Regions from separate parts of the Mus musculus genome. Here region 1 is linked to region 2. A link is a contact called in public Hi-C data. All regions are on one chromosome and are shown on one strand. Each heading gives the region's core, a stretch centred on a gene start, on an enhancer-like site or on the middle of the called end of the contact. The rest is flanking DNA. Distances are from core to core; before and after follow the strand shown. Region 1 overlaps Fto (fat mass and obesity associated). Region 2 overlaps Rpgrip1l (Rpgrip1-like).

Region 1 (2,700 bases), core at 173-2,672, 160 kb after region 2:
TTTGTTTGGTGCCAGACAGGACACAAGTTTTGAACCTTTCGTAGTTAAAAGCTAATCAACCCAGCGTTCCTAGGCCAGCGCCTAGCACTGCAGCAGTGCTCAGGGCTCTTTTGGAGGGAGGAGGTACGATGGTTATTTCTTAGCCTAGCCAGTTGGTGCCTGGTCGGAGTGATGAATGGTGCAGTGTGGGAAAACTAGCCTCCGCTGGGCTCCTCAGCAGTCATTTAGGGGTGGTTCTAGAGTTGTCTGAAACGGACTACACTCGGGGCTGCTGCTTGTGGTCTCGGGTATCTTGTCCATGTCAAAGCTTGCCTTGTTTCTTTACTTGGAATCTGAAAAATGCTCAGGCTCAGACTCCTTCTCAAGTTGCATTTGGTCTCATCACCCTTGGCTTCCAGGGGCCTGAGACAATGGGACTGTTTATTGTCCTTGTCTTTTTTTACTCTTTTGGAGTTCAACTAATTTAACCCACAATAAAGTTAATCCTCACTTCTTTGGGACAGTCAAGACTAACATATTAGCTGTTTTCAGGACCATTTTCATGAAAGCAAGTGTGTTGTTCCACTGGCTCTCGGGGCTGACATATGCAGTTGATGGCTGTTTAGAAGTCAGGTTTCAGAGCAAACCACAACTGCCCTGGGTTACTGAAGTTCTCTTTAATGTTGGCTGTGAGCATGTGTGTGTCAAACATGAGGGAGTGGGATTACCTTACTATGTGTATGTTAGAGGGAGCAAGGGAGGGAGGGAGCAAAAGAAGGAGGGAAGTGTGTGTGTGTGTGTGTGTATGTGTGTGCACATGAGAGGGAGAGGGAGAGAGAGAGAACATGCTGTTGGAATTGAAGCTTTTACTGTCAATGAAAGCACACTGGTTAAATGCCTAGATGCCAGGGCGGGGGTACGTGGATCTGAGTACTGGCTTTGCTGCTTTCTAATTATGTAACTTAAGGCAAGTTGCTGAATTTCTCTGTTCCTTCCTTTTCCTGTCTTATCAAGTGAACAAAACTATGGTAGCGGCATTGAGGTTGCTCTAAGGCTCCAGTGTGTTGATTTGGATAAACTGTTTAGAACAAAGCTTTGTGCGTAACCAGTCTTTACTCGCCATTTCTAGCAGCAATTAGCAATTGCACAAAATTAGAAGAAGAGGAAACATAGTCGTTAAGCCATGTCAAGCATGGCCATGCGTGTGAAATGCTTTAGGAGCTATGGCTAGTCCTGCGGGTTTGTGTTACGAGTTTAGGGAGGTGTCTGTTGTAACAAAAACTACGTGAAGATTCTGCATGACGTCTTAAATGTAGTTTTGATTTCTTGCTTATGTAGTAGCGAGGGATACTTGGCTTCATGCATTCTGTCAGTAGGAACCTTGGCGGGCTCCACAGAAGGCTGCAGAGGTCACCTCAGGTTATCTCCGCTGAAGCCAGCGGGGAGGGAGAGCAGGCAGGGCCGTGTGTAGGAGCGTTTTTATGGGCCAGCTCTGGCTGTGGCACTCAACACATCTGTTCCCACTCCTCTGGCCAGAGCTGGGCGGGAAGGAGGAGAGCGAGCAGGAGCTGCCGTTCGTCCTCCGCATGTTCCTCAGGAGTCTAGAGATGGAGAAGTGAGAAAAGCCTTGTCTCCAGACTCTGAACTGAAACTGCACAACTGTCCCATTGGGGGTTTGTGAAATGCAGTCTTACAGCAGCTTCCAAAGATGACACTTATTTTATGCACACACACACAAAAAAGTGACTACATTGGATAATAATTTGTAAGTGTTTTCTAATTTCCAAGAGAGGTTGCTCTAGGGCTCCAGAGTGTTGATTTGGAGTTTCTAAGAAAATCATTAAGGGGTTTTCCAGGCCAAATAAGTTTTAAAGTAAAATGTTTTAAAAAACTGCTCACTTTCTTAAATTGTAAAGAAGTGTTAATGGGAAATGTGGGCGAAATTTAATCTGTTTATCCTGCTGGTGAGTGGGCCTTCAAAGGCCTCAGGGTGTGGTTTGCCAACAAAGGCCTTCAGCGGCCCTGCTGGTGGCTCGCGGTCACATTTTGCATTCTGAGCCTTTAGATATTTTGCTCCCTTACATTCCTCTCTTTTATTCCTTTATTTTCTGATAAAATATTTGCTCCGGTGAAACCTAAGAACAGGAATCACACTGCATTTAATAACACAGGGGCTTGGTCTGGTGAATTCCGTGCCAGAGAGGAACAGTGTCTTGTGTGGTTTTGTCTCTGTTTTTCTTTCTCCATTTGTGTACATGTAGGCATGTACGCATGTGTGTTCATGCGTGAGGAGGCCAAGGTTGCTATCACACATTACACGATTACTTCCATGTGTAGAACAGGTAAGCCAATGGAGGTAGGAGATAATGGCTGCCAAGACATAGGAAGAGAAAGGAGGGAAGAGTTAGGCCTGGTGGATGACTGAATGATTCGGTGGCTGTACTGACATGTACGCTTCAGAAGCAGAAACTGTAAGACGTGAGCACTGAAACCAGAAGGTCCATGACTTAGCCTTCTCTCTGCTCTGATCCCTAATGACCCCTTTGGCTTGTCTGTTTATATTCTCCTCCTTTTGTTCATTATCTGCCTAGATTGTGGTCCACGCTCTTCCTGTAGTGGGGCCCATGCTCCCTGTCTCCGCTTCTCTCTACTTCTCTCCTACAACATACCTGCATGCCTGCCTCTGCTTTCTCCTGGGTCTCTCTTCTGTCTGGTCGTAGT
Region 2 (2,700 bases), core at 61-2,560:
TGTACATAAGGAAATCATTCTAAATTCAGCAACAGTGCCAGCTTGACTAAAAAAAGTTATTTTCCATATCCACAAAAATGTTAATCAGATTCTTGTTAGAACATGTGTAAGAGCTGGTTTTCATTGTCACAGCTCTTGATGTCAGATTACTAAAATAATTTATGTTTTGTTGTGGGAACATTGGTGCACGCAGAGTCTCCCAAATCACATGACCACGTCTCAGCCCACACTTCTTCATGACACATAGAAATTATTTGTGTTCTGTGGTAACAAATGAATGGCAGGAACAGCAGAATTTCAATGTGGCCTTTCTTTATTTGATTAAACATAGACTCTATTTATTCTTAAAAAAACTAATTTAAGTTAAATGGCAACAAACCATGATAATTCAGAAAACATGTTGAAACCGAGAGTGAAGAGAAATATTCTCTACGTAAACCACACTGTAAACCATAAAACTTATTTTTGTCAACTGCTTCTCATGACAGTGGCTGGGAATTTGACATTTCTACTACAGTAGGCAAAAAAACCATGTATAATACACTGTCCCACACGCCACATCACATCTCTATTTATATTTCCAAACTAAAAGCATTACAGCTCTAGAGTGCTGAGTGTACTGTGCAGTTACTGAGAGCTGCAAGTTCTCCTCCAGGGCTGTGTCTGTGTGAGTGGAACCCCCACTTCCCAGCCATCCTCTACAGAGCAAGCCTGGTTCACAGAGGACAGCACAGCACTTTAAACCAGTGGAGGTGAACTTTTCAATGAACTCTGGTTAACACACATCTAGACAAAGATGCCAGTGCACTTCAAGTGAGGACACTCACTTGATCTCTCTCTTCAGAACCCGTTAGTCACCGTTATATGTGAAGTCAGTACCGGGAACGCTGGCAGGAGTCTGAGGCTGAGAACTTTAAAGCTAGTAGATATAAGAGAAGCCTGGATAATCCACAATCTTACCTGAGGTATAAATATGACACAGCTGACTCACGTGTAGAAGGTCTTTGGATTGTAACTTCCTGTCTCCACTTAACGACGGACGCTAAGAAGTCAGCACCACCCCGTTCCCCCCCCAGAGAAAGCATTATTTAGTTTTGGATATAACATTTTAAACAATAATGCCTGCCTCCTAGGAGCACACCACAATAAATGTCTCAAACCCACTCGGCTAATCCTAGGGTATAATCTGGCTGTTTTAAATTACTGCAGGGAATATTATGGGTCTTAATGACACTGTAGCTGCACAAAGCCAAAGAAAGCTAGAAAGGGAGGCCAAGAAGATGAGCTCAGAGCCAGCTAAAGTGACAACAAACATGTGGTTGTTTACTAGAACTGGAGAGCCTTTGTCTGCAGATGTTTGTGGTCACTGGAAGGTTCCAGAGGAATGAGTTGTTATGAAGATTTTTCAGTCTGATGAGAGCAAGATTCTTCTTGGAGATGGCAGGCCTGAGGACAGGGGTGCCCAGTGGTACAGACAGAATTTATAGAGTTCTGTGGTCAGATCATACTCTACTGGTCCCACAGAGTGCGCCAACAAATTAATATCGTACGGATGTCATTTCAAAGCCTCCCAAGGAGGAGTCATCACCGAAGCTGTTGGAGCACAGATGGTTCAGCTATACGCTGATATTCATACTTGCATTTTTGCATTATAGCTGCTTTTCCCCCTGTTGAACTGTAATGAATTGTCTCATAATCTGTTCCATCTTCCTGCCATTAGCAGGCTTTGAATGTTCACAAATAGGAGCAAAGAACTCATTTTCCAGGACTTTAATCACACAAAGAGGGAATGCCTAATTCTCTAAATGAAATGGTCTGTGATCACTGAAGCAGAGATTTAATATAGCACGGCAAATTAGGTAGATTTTAATAAATTACTTATCTCCCTGAATACTTTACATATGCTTAAAAAGGAATAGCCTGTTTGCAAACAGTGAAAACCCACAGCCTATAAAAATCCTTTGAAGAAAATGACAAATAAAAAAGTAAATTAAAAAATGAAATGCATTATATCTCAGACCCCCAGAGACAATTCCTTTGCAGCACTGATTCACAGCTCCATTAAAAATATCAATTAAACCCTTCAGCGAGACTGCGTAAAAGCGAGAAATTAACTTTTGGAGCTGCTTTCTGAGGGTCTGGATATCCAGATACATCCCAGCACTGAATAAGCTTGATTGATGTAAGTTTAAAAATGATAAAGGGCCTCCTTTCATATCTAAGCATTTTAGAATTTGAGCCATACTTTAATTTTTTTCTATACAATAACTTTAATTTTTAAAGTATAGATTTCCTGTGCATCTATCTATCTATCCATCCATCCATCCATCTTTATATGAATACAACCCTGGATCCAGCATCAGCATCAAAAATGCACTGATACCACATAACCTGGAACAACTACAATGTTTATAAAGAAACAAAATAGGACTGGGAGTAACTTAATAAGTTGGTGCCAAGTCTCCTTCTTTATATTTAATTGATAGAAACTGTATGCATCAAAGAAAATGCATACTGAGCTTTAATGTGCATAAAGTAGATATTAGCATTTTAAAGAGGGAGATTAACACATTAATCCAAGTAATTTTCATATATTGCTTCTAATAAAATCTTCACAGTATAAAAGTCTTAATGAGACTAATCAGAGGCGTTCCATTTAGTGGGACAATTAGGGATAACATAAAAAGCATTTCTTTTTCA

The links. A called contact is a pair of places that touch in the nucleus more often than the background predicts.
Region 1: a Hi-C map of uterus shows a contact between it and region 2, with 4 times the contacts expected there. The contact joins two enhancer-like sites. A contact is called at or near these places in 3 of 484 Hi-C or Micro-C datasets (cortical neurons, embryonic stem cells and uterus) and 1 of 115 datasets of contacts at active chromatin or transcription factors (fibro-adipogenic progenitors).

Annotation. Positions count from the first base shown.
Region 1 is chr8:91,375,484-91,378,183 of GRCm38.p6, forward strand. The region is part of intron 1 of Fto (fat mass and obesity associated); the gene reads left to right. Among named protein-coding and RNA genes, the nearest start is that of Fto, 63 kb to the left of the region's middle. Within about 2 kb of position 1,423, at least 90 of the 459 cell types and tissues checked have an H3K27ac peak or open chromatin away from gene starts, as enhancers often do. A contact at or near this core is called in uterus, where this site is marked.
Region 2 is chr8:91,217,106-91,219,805 of GRCm38.p6, forward strand. Rpgrip1l (Rpgrip1-like) reads right to left here. Exons shown (of 26, transcript NM_173431.2): 26 at 1-2,700. All of the region lies in intron 2 of Gm36243 (a long non-coding RNA gene), which reads left to right. Among named protein-coding and RNA genes, the nearest start is that of Gm36243, 7.9 kb to the left of the region's middle. Within about 2 kb of position 1,311, at least 30 of the 459 cell types and tissues checked have an H3K27ac peak or open chromatin away from gene starts, as enhancers often do. A contact at or near this core is called in uterus, where this site is marked.